Regions from separate parts of the Mus musculus genome. Here region 1 is linked to region 2. Evidence: chromatin contacts called from public HiChIP or PLAC-seq data. All regions are on one chromosome and are shown on one strand. Each heading gives the region's core, a stretch centred on a gene start, on an enhancer-like site or on the middle of the called end of the contact. The rest is flanking DNA. Distances are from core to core; before and after follow the strand shown.

Region 1 (4,975 bases), core at 710-3,209, 1.0 Mb after region 2:
GCATGTGCTCCAAGTCAACATCTCACAGCACAAGAGCTTTGGGACTAGGATCTCGGTCTTGAGAAGGAAATCATTGCTGTTTTCATTGGATCGTTATTATGCTTTTCTTCTAGGTGATATCCCAGTTATCTAGCTGAAGTGTGTAGTTCCCACTGAGGAGGGAGAAACATGACAATGAGGAAAAGAATTTCATTTAAGAATTAGATAGCCAGAGAAATCAAACTGTATAACTAACTAACCACACACATACACACACACAAATGATAAATGTGTGTATATATATGTATATAAATATGTGTATACAAATATATGCATATATGTATATATGTGAGTATATGTATGTGTGCATATGCATATACATTACATATACACATATATGGGTTATATGGGTTTCATGTAGTCTAAAACTCTAAAACTCACTATGTATCCAAAAATGACCTTGAATGTCTGATCCTCCTACCACAACCTACAAAGCACTGGGATTCCATGAGTAGGCCACCATTCCCAGTTCATGCAGTGATTGGGACTAAACACAGTATTTCACGTGTGCATAGTAGGTACACTCTACTAACTGAGCCACATCCTCAGCCACTCCCTTCTATATAAAGTCCCTCAAAGACTTCATGAACTTTCAGTTTGGGAGGCCACATTCACTTCATATAACAATTTTTAGCACATAAGACATGAGTGTGTGTGTGTGTGTGTGTGTGTGTGTGTGTGTGTGTGTGTGTGTGTGTGTAGGCTTGTGAACTCCTAATTCAAGAACTATTCATTTATTTTGAAAATTTGTATTTGTCTGGTTCTTTATGTTTGTTTGTTCTTTGGGAACAAGATCTCACCATTCACAACTAGACAACCTAGAACTCACTATGTAGAAGAAGCTGGCCTTGAACTCATAGAGATCTATCTGCTTCTGCCTCTCAAGTGCTGAGATTCCAGGTAAGCATCACTATACCCAGCCCAAGGTTTGCTGTACTGTAGAGGCAGTAAGTTTTTTCATGATTTCATTTAGATTGTAAACCTATCAAATTCCTAGTTCCAACACTGTGTCCATGGTGGCAGATGAGTATAGAACCCTGATTGAAAGAAGACAAAAGTTAGTAAAACTAGGCCATGCCAACAGACATATTCAAGAGTAGGAGTAATAGAGAAAAATTAGATGGCCAGGACCACAATGCTCAACATTAATCTATGCCATCCAAGAAGAAGCTCTGAAGTAGACATTCTCTGTGTGTATGTGTGTGTCGCTCTCTTGTGTGAATGTGTGATCTGTCTTTGAGACAGGTCTCATTTTAGCCCAGGTCCCCAACCCCTAAATGCTGGAATTACATATGTGTTTAGCTGATTTATGCAGTGTTACAGATACAATCCAGGACCTGTGCATACCTAGCAAGCTCTGTCCTAAATGAACTACATCCCCACTCTTAAGCTGTATTAATAAGATATCAGAACTTGGGGGCTGGAGAGATGGGTCAGTGGTGAAGAGCACTGAGGTCCTGAGTTTGATTCCCAGCAATCACATGGTGACTCACAACCATCTGTAATGAGATCTGATGACCTCTTCTGGTGTGTCTAAAAATAGCTACAGTAAATAAATCATATATATATGAACTCATCTGTTACACTCCATCCCTACTTAATTCTCCTTTCTTTCCTCCTTCCATGAAGCTAGAGTAAAGAGAAGAGCCTGGCTTCCTTCACAGAAGCTAGCCTGAGACCTTCATTCAGGAGGACATTTCAAATCAAGAGGGTTGTGTTCTTATGGAGCCTTACCAGCCTGTGACTGTGAGGTTGCTTCCTTCTTATTCCCAAATCACTCTGACATAAGTTACTGTGATTCCAGTTCCTGGAATCCAGACCTAGACCTGCAGTTTCCAGGAATGTGCAGTCATTACTGCCCTGGCAAAGTTCCCCTCTTTCTCCACTGGAAACTCCTGCTGCTCAGACGTGCTGCTGACCTTTCCAACCACACCCTAATGTCAAGGTCTTCTGTGAGCACAGCTGTCCTCACAGGGCCTGCAGCCACTAGTCCAGTTCCTGATGGGAAGGGAAAATGCTGCCTTTTCTGTTAATCTCTCTGAAACATAGGCCAGATTTCCCAGACCCTAGAGACTATTTAATAGCTTGTTATAAGAAGTTACTGATAGTAAGAGCTAAAAGAAGTATATGACAGAGAAAGTCTTGCTGGAATCTGGTCCAGGGGATCAGAGGTCAAAATGGAACCTCAGAGGTCTTTACTGGGTATTTGTGTCTGGCTCCTGCCCTCTCCACATGACCAGTTTCCATACAGCAGCATAGGGTCCAACTCTTCACTGATCTTAGAAGGAAAATATTTCTTCTGCATACCCAGACTGTCTTATTTTTATCTAGGAATATCTCTTTCCTAAGGAGCTGGGCTTTGGGAGAAGCATTTTCTCAGGATTGTATCTAGTCATGCATCTAAGATAAAGCTAAGCCCATGACAGAAACTGAAGACATGTACACATTGAGAACATAGATCTCAGTTTAATCAAATTACAATAGCAGTAGCCTGAGACACTGTCAACACACTTCAGAGTCTTATATGAGCCAAAGAGGGGACCTTACGCTAGCTTCCATGGCAGGCAAAATATCAAACCTGTGTCACCTGTGCCTAAATCAGGCTCCTCCGTTTCCTGAAAGTGTTTGAGTATATATATATATATATATATGTGTGTGTGTGTGTGTGTGTGTGTGTGTGTGTGTGTAAATATTTCTCTGTCTCATAGATATTCAGAGAGAGAGAGGAGAGAGGAGAGAGAGAGAGAGAGAGAGAGAGAGAGAGAGAGAGAGAGAGAGAGAGAGAGAGACCACACATGCACATGTGTCCTTCCAAAACAAATTATAATTTCAAGGATAAGATAGCCTTATTTCAAGCTTATGGAAAAATACTTAATTTTACAGAAACAAACTTCTACCAGTTATTAAAGTATTTAAAATCTGAAATATTATTTGCTTTTGGATTGTGTAGAAAGATTTAAGGGTTTTGTTGCTTTTTTTTTTTTCCTTTTTCCAAAATCAGGGGGAAGATATCTGTCTAAGTATGAAGAGCTAACATTAAATAACTGCCCTGACCAATCAGAGGTCAAGCCTCTTTAGCAACTGACTCTAACAAGTTTCCATAATAAGTTCTGAGGTGGCTGTCCTCATCCTCTAAACACAAATACCTTATCAACTCTGCCCTGGAAACTATTCTTAGGAACTGGGCCACTTAACATAACTGTAGTGTAAGACTTGAGTAAAGACCTCTGTTTGTAATCAATTTTCTATGTCTTCTCTTAATGATAATTGCATTGTCCAAAGAACTAGATAAGGATGGAATCTAGACTGACCAAAGAAAGACTTCAGCTTAGAGGGGCAAAAGGAATCCACTTAAGCCCCATGTGGTGCTACTTAGGACTCCAGCACCACTAACCAGAGTGTTTTCCTGGCACAAAATTCTTGTTCAAGATATAGAAATTGCATCTGGTGTCATGTTTGTTGACTATCTCTCCTAGAAACATTAAAAGGTGACTGGTGTATGGGTTGGAGGTGTTGGGTCCTAACCATATGTCTTCCGTCACAGTTTCAACAAATAGATATATAGCACTAGCATGAACACGGAGAAAGTGGACATGCAAGAGTGAGTTCATCACAGAGGGGAGGAAAGGCATCTCAGTTGAAATCACTAACAATGTGCACCACTGAAATTCACAAACCACATGATCCCTTTGAAACCAGTAGCAAACAGAACACCTGGGCTGCCACCAATTCACCACTTAGTCCTTGGACTCTAAGGAAGCCTATGTTCCTCACTGTGTATCAGCTATACTAGATAAACCTGTACTAATGCTTGTACTAATGTCTTGTACTAATGCTCATGGTTTGGGGAATAAAATGAAACATGATAAGAGAGCTACTGAAATGGCCTTTGGGGGTCTTTGGATCCAAGAGTTTTCCTTAACAAGAACAGTAAGTAGCTGGTGGCAAACGGCATCCTCCCTCAACTCTTACCTTTCTGTGTGATTTGAACATTTAAAGTTGCAAAAGAAAGCAATCATACAAAAATATTCCATGGAGAGGCAGCAAAGTGTCACAGGATTTTCCCTATCCAATTAGATTAGTGCAGCAGGAGGCCTGTGATTTGACAGGGAAAAGGGAGGTGGAGCAAAGAGTTGCAGAGACAGGAAGCGTCTCAGGAGAGTGGAAGGAAGGCCAAGCAGAAGGCAGATTAGACCAGTGTGGTTTTAACCAGCCACAGGTAGTTATGATATCATAAGGTTAGAATAATTGGGATAATTATAAATAATAAAGCTTTTATCATTATAATTGGTTCTGAAATTATTGTATTGACATATTGTAAATTTGAGAAATTATTGATACGTAAATCTGATTGGTTAATTATAAGCTTCAAGAGTTTTGATTTACTTGGTTACTGGAACGTGGGACTCCCAATTACAGGGGTTTATGGAGGAGAGGGAACTATCGGCCCCAGGGACAAGCAAGCCAGAGCTGGGAACACAGTGATCAGATGGTGCAGGGACTAACTGGACAGAGCTGCCAGCAGCAAAAGCGCAGGAAGCCCACGGGTCCAGCCCTGCTGGGGAGTCGACGGGCTGACAGAAGCAGATGCATGGAGAGTTAGCCGGTTCTTTTTTAATATTTCCCACAACACAAAGGACCCAGATGATTCCTCCCGCCAACACTCCTACAGAAAACCAGTGTGGTGTCATCTTTATGTGTTTCGGCATTCTAGTTTGCAGAGTTCCTTTGAGGGAGAGGTTCAAAGTGTCAGTTGCCTCTCTTATCCCTATCTTTGACTTGGTCACCCTAGTCTAAGACTAGGAGATTCTAGAAACTTGTTACTCAATGGTGTTGGACACACCAAAGATCCAAAAAGACTATTTTAGCTCAAGAGCTACACTGGAGGCACTATAAGTCCCTCCCTCTTCCCCTCACTAGGTGTAAGCCAGCAATT
Region 2 (5,459 bases), core at 2,167-4,666:
TGGCTAAATGTGGTCTTTAGGAATGTAAATGTATTTCAAAACGAATGCATGGAGCAATCGCAAATTTGTCTCATTTTCATGCCAAGATTTGACTTAGAATAAATCATCACTTTTCCTCCTTTTAAAGCAAAAACCCTGTACTTGCATATCACTTCCCCAAAAAAGCAAGAGAAAACAGTATTTTAACGGCTTTTAACTTGAGTCTTTGGTGCCATCTTAATAGAAGTTGGATCCGCTCCAGCTTCAGCTAGCCTTTGGAGCTCAGGAGACACGCCAGCCGAGGCCCCACCCGGGTTCAGCCCAGCCCCGCCCCAGTTGGCCGCAGCCGCTGGAGACCTAGGCTAAGCGACTCGCCCGAGCAGCTGTGCAGCTGTCTGGGAGCCCAGGAAGTCACACCCGTCTCGCGCACTGAGCTGAAGCTCCAGCCCACGTGGCGAATAGCGAACCCCCCGGCGCTGAAGGGAGTGCCTAGCCGGGCCCCTCCTCCAAACCAGGGTGAGTTTAGGGGCTGGGGAGGCTAGCCCCTCTCCGCTGTAGGCGGGGCCGGACCACCTCTGTTTCTGTAGCTGCTTCCCAGGCCAGCACCAGGCAAGGATGCGCTCGCTATCATTATCGTTTTCCGCATAACAGACACGAAAGTGAGAACAAAATTTCGAAACGAGTTCTTCCGGCTCCTGGCTATTGCATCCATCTGTTTCGTTTTCTTTTTTCTTTATCCGCCGACCCTCCATTGTCCCACTCTTTCCCAGTGGAAAAACTCTTTTCCTCTGCCTCTAGGCGCCCGCCTTCTTCCCAGTTTCCATGTGCAACGCCTGTCCTGATGTTGAGAAAGTTAAGTTTGGGATGAGGAGTGGGGGGAGGGGGGGTTCTTTTACAATAGCCTGGAACAGAGTCCTAGCATTGTGACCAAGGACCTTAGCGAAATTTGCCAAAGCAAGTGCCTTTATTACTTTTCTTAATGATGAGTAAATTGCACGTCAGGAAACTACAAACCTGACTCTGTCACCAGCGTTGTGAGTCCGCCCAGCTGCAGGCGCCTCCCAGAGCGCCGCGGGAAGCCACGCGGATGAAAGAAAAGGAGCCCGTGTTTTGGGGAAGACCAAATTCCCTTCTTTTTGTCTCCTCCAAACCCCAAAGACTCACTTTCCAGATTCTGAAGTGGAAAACTGACTATTAAAGGAGAACTGGGTCTTCTCTTTGAACCAAAGGATATGAAAGTGGTTTTCTGGCCCTATTTTCCGCTTGTGCTGAATTCTTCCATCAGGGGGAGCCCACGCCTACTACAAAACTCCCTATTCCTAGACATCTGGGTTCTGCTAGTCCGAAACACCCAACTGCAAGCAGATCTTAAGGAGCGCACCGCCTCCGCCCCCCCCCACCCCCCGCCCTTGCTCCTCCCTCTGGGCCTGCCTCCTTGGACAGAGACGGAAGGGACTTCACACTAGCCATTCATTTGTGAGCCGTGGGGGAGGGGACGCAAAAGCGCAGAGGAGGTAGAAAGGGGAAAGAGAAGACAGAGAAGATGGAGACTGAGAAAGAGACACAAAGATGAGGGAACACAGATAGCGAGTCTCCACTGTGGGTGTACTTGAGGCAGTATTGCCCTGCAGCCTCGGGGGAGATTTCTTTCCCTTTCCTCGGGATCCCGAGAACACGTAGGACATGCGGAGGCGAACGTAGTTGGATCCGAGAGCAAATAGTTTAGGCTATGACATTATTTTCTTACCACTATTTCTTCTGTCTAACCCCTCTGAGCAGTCCACGCCCATTGACACCGAGAACAAACCGAGACAACCGGGATGTCCCGGGTCTGCAGGCACTAGAGAAGTCTCTGCAATGCCCACGCCTACTCAGGGCAGTAGGACTTTCTCAGCCAGGGCGTCCCCGGGGAAACCCGGCACGCACTCTCCACAACCACTCCACCAGCCCGTAAAGTTGCTCAACTCAAGTGGAGAAATGGGAGCGGATGAAGATACAGAAGGGAACAGAGGACTGCTGTAATCCAGGCGAGAAGACTGCACCAATTGGTCCCCAACTCGAGTCTCCACGCCACCTTTGTCTGGAGAATCTATGGGTCCTGGTTTGCTAGTAAAGATTGGGGGACAAGCCTTCATTTCGTTTTCCAGAGCGAGGGGGGAGATACTGCACACCCCTCCAGTTCAGGGAAAGCTTTCCCGCCCAGGAGCCTCCCAGACCTCTACGGTGTTCCAACAACCCCACCCCCATCCAATGCGCCTTCCCGGCTGGCTCGGGAGCACCACGCGCAGGACAAAAGAACACAGGGGCAACGTGAGAGAGCTTTGACAGCCCTCAAGTCATCAAAGAAAAGCAGCCCCAGGACCCTACCCAACCCCTGCCAGATAGCCTCCCACATTGCCTGAGGGGTTGGGGGAAAGGGTCATGTCCGTGCAGGTCCTGGGCCGCTAAAGTATCCTGCTGCCTTGTCAGGAGCTGCCCAGAGGTGACTTTCCAGGAACCAAAGATACTGACCACACACACGGAGCCAGGAAACCAGGTGGTCTGCCCTAAGGTGGTTTCAGGGGCTTGCATTTGGGCAAGTTTGGGGACTCTCCATTCAAACTTTTGCCTCGACCACTTTAAAGAGAACAAAATCAAGGTGTGAGGAGTCCATTCCATTCCTCCAACTCAAGATAGCAGGACTTTTCTAGGATTTCGCTACAAAATCCCTTCCCCCTATTCGGTTTGTCCTTTTCCTCTACCCCACCCCGGACTTCTTTTGTCTAGCTCTTTTTCAGCACCAAGGTCTATCTGAATTCATCTCTTTAACAAGTTACCTTCATGTTTGAAAGTGCGCACATTTTTCTAACTTCGCCTTACAGCTAGTCCTCTTGGCTTTAATTAAAGCCCTCTTCCAATTACAATGTGAGTCTTTCCCCCTACTAAGCTGGACGGTTTTCTTTTCCCAACAAGTTTTCCCTCTTTCTTTTAAATGGGGGAACAAAAGAAAAGTGATTACCTTGAAAGGCGGCTTACTGCAGTTTTCGGGGTGGAAATTCACTGCTGAGCTGTGAGAAAGGGCTCCGCGTTGCCCCGGAAGATCACATAGGAAGCGCGGTGGCCTGGGGAAGGGTGCAGCGAGTGCGGGACAGAGCTGGAGAGGAGAGAGGATGCGCTGGTAGCGGCAGATCCTTGTCCCAGCGCTTGGCCACAGCACCTAATGCTCACAGCTGCTGCGCCCGCGCTCCTTGAGTTCTTCGCCCAGAAAGGCTCGGGGCAGCTCGCCTGCAAGTTCAAATGCGGGTTGTGACACCCACCGTCATTATATCACTGTACCGTCAGAGCCGAGGAGGAGACTCAGCGAGAAGGAGGAGGGAGAGGAGGAGGAGGGTTCATTCACAGGCTCCTGAAGAGCTCCGTAGCTCAGTCACTCCAAAGAGCCCAAGCTTGGAAACAGGCGGAGGGGCGGAAAGGAGCTCCCTCAGCCTGCGGTAGGGACCGCCTGCCTCCCTGGCCAGGCACTCCCACCTCTCAGCGTTTCTTCCTGATGAGAAGTACCAATCGGCTGGGGGTGGGGGGAATCCGTGCTCCTCATTCAACGACTCGGTACCACCTCGCTGTGCAGTCTCAAACAACTGCCTTCCCACCCATCCCCACCCCACCCCCTCTTCCCCGCCCTGGGCTGCTACTTCTGAATTAGGGGAAAGGAGTCCCCAGGCTCTGCTGCGGCCAGCAAGCACAGAGCAATTAAGTATGGTCAGTCCTTAGGAGCGGACGGGACTCTATAACATCAGCCAAGAACTTGCGTATAATGTGTTTAATGCGACCACGGAGCTTGCTCGTCCCATCAGAAGAGGTGTCAGGCTCAATGCTCCTGCCAACCTGAAAGAGATACTGAGAAAGTGAGATCCCAAGCCCCAGGGAGACGCAAAAGCTTTTCGTGACTGCTCTCCCTAGGGAACTGCCCAATGGGGAGCCCGCGGCATCAGGCCCTACACAAAGACCCTGGCAATAAAGGGTTGGACAGGAAATCCCCCCAAGCAATCCCTTGTCCCATTCAAAGAGAATCCTTTCTCTGACACAAATCCGCGTCTTTCCTTAAATGTATTTCGCTTCCTTCCTTCTTCCATACCTCTGTCTTTCACAGGATATCTTGCAGAATTTTCTGCCTAACTCAGATTTCTTTGACTTACCAGTCTTTCCATGTTGTCTGGAAATGGAATCTTTCACGTTCGCAATTTTTTTTTTCCCCTACTCAGGCTTATCCATCGATGTAAACAACATCAATATAGAGAAGCACACCCTTCACTGAATCACAAAAGACTCCATTAGGACCTTAAAGAGCAAAGGGTCAAACAGTTAATACAAAGGATTTCTGACCCTCACAAAAGGGCGACTTTGAATTTTCCGTTACGTTGAAGTCTAGTATGAGTTTCTAGAGAGAGGACAAAATAAGTTCGCAAGACATGTCGAAGTAACTCTCAGGGTACTGAAACAATTACAAACTTTTCCTCCTACACCAATATGGAAATATCCTTGTAATTATTGACTCTGAATGTTTTGCTTAGAGAATGACATCAAACACAGGGCTTCAGAAACGGTAGTGATTAACGCAGAGAGTTTGTCTTTACCCTGGATTTCTTTAATTAGATTGGCTGCCAACCACAGTTCTAAAGTTGTAACCTAGACCCTTCTGCATGTGGGCTCCTTTTCTAAGGTTTGTAGATTCAATATGATCATAGATCTTAAGTGATAAACATGTGGTAGGATTATCAGTACAATTTCATCCCCCGGTGTGTATTTCATGTGTCCTTTTACTTACACTCACTGTAGTGAGTGACTTAACTGTACTACGGGCCATTTCGAAATCAGTTTGGCTTACAGTGACTTATTTAACCTTTATGCGACGATTGTACTGCCATTACTAAAACTGAAATTTCATCCCATATATTGTGCAGAATGAGAGCCACATCTTGACATCAGACTTCAGTCACTGCATTTAACATGCCAACACAACCAGGTATGGAAAGAGACTCACCCCAAGCTTGCACAGACCAGAGATGCTTATCAGAACACAGCTCTTGAATCAATAGGAATTCATTCAGAAAGAAGAAAAATAAAATATAATGAATTTCCATTATTATTTATATTCCAGGCATTGGGGTAGATAGATTTTTTCTCTGAAACGCTTCAAGTTATTATCATTAATTTATTTCTTAAATTCAAGTGAACCTAGTTTGAGTTTTACAGTTAAGTGGTTTGCCCAAGGCTACTTTGCGACAGATCATTGGCCTAAAAGCTTATCAACTCTCTGTTATCCTATTCTCCCTTCACAATACACTTGAATAAACAAGTCTACAAAGAAGTAGGGCAGAAGCAAACTAGTAATAGATTGCTACATGTTTCCCAGACATGATAATGATCAGTATTTACTGCAAGCATCATGTACACATGATGGGAAATCATAAAAAGTCATTGATTGGATACGTTTTTATTGTGAG

Evidence for each region. HiChIP or PLAC-seq counts read pairs in DNA pulled down with a chosen protein or histone mark.
Region 1: an H3K27ac HiChIP or PLAC-seq map of cardiomyocytes shows a contact between it and region 2, with 11 times the contacts expected there. The contact joins the enhancer-like site here to the promoter of Vcan in region 2. A contact is called at or near these places in 10 of 39 promoter capture datasets (the 3T3-L1 cell line, 3T3-L1-derived adipocytes, the C10 cell line and 6 more), 1 of 484 Hi-C or Micro-C datasets (uterus), 13 of 115 datasets of contacts at active chromatin or transcription factors (the NIH/3T3 cell line, astrocytes, cardiomyocytes and 10 more) and 3 of 9 other capture datasets (adipose tissue, embryonic stem cells and liver).

What each region holds. Positions count from the first base shown.
Region 1 is chr13:90,743,327-90,748,301 of GRCm38.p6, forward strand. No RefSeq gene overlaps it. Among named protein-coding and RNA genes, the nearest start is that of Atp6ap1l, 160 kb to the right of the region's middle. Within about 2 kb of position 1,960, at least 24 of the 459 cell types and tissues checked have an H3K27ac peak or open chromatin away from gene starts, as enhancers often do.
Region 2 is chr13:89,739,096-89,744,554 of GRCm38.p6, forward strand. Vcan (versican) reads right to left here and starts at 3,417. Exons shown (of 15, transcript NM_001081249.1): 1 at 2,978-3,417. It overlaps Gm4117 (a long non-coding RNA gene), which reads left to right. Exons shown (of 2, transcript XR_003950663.1): 1 at 1-495.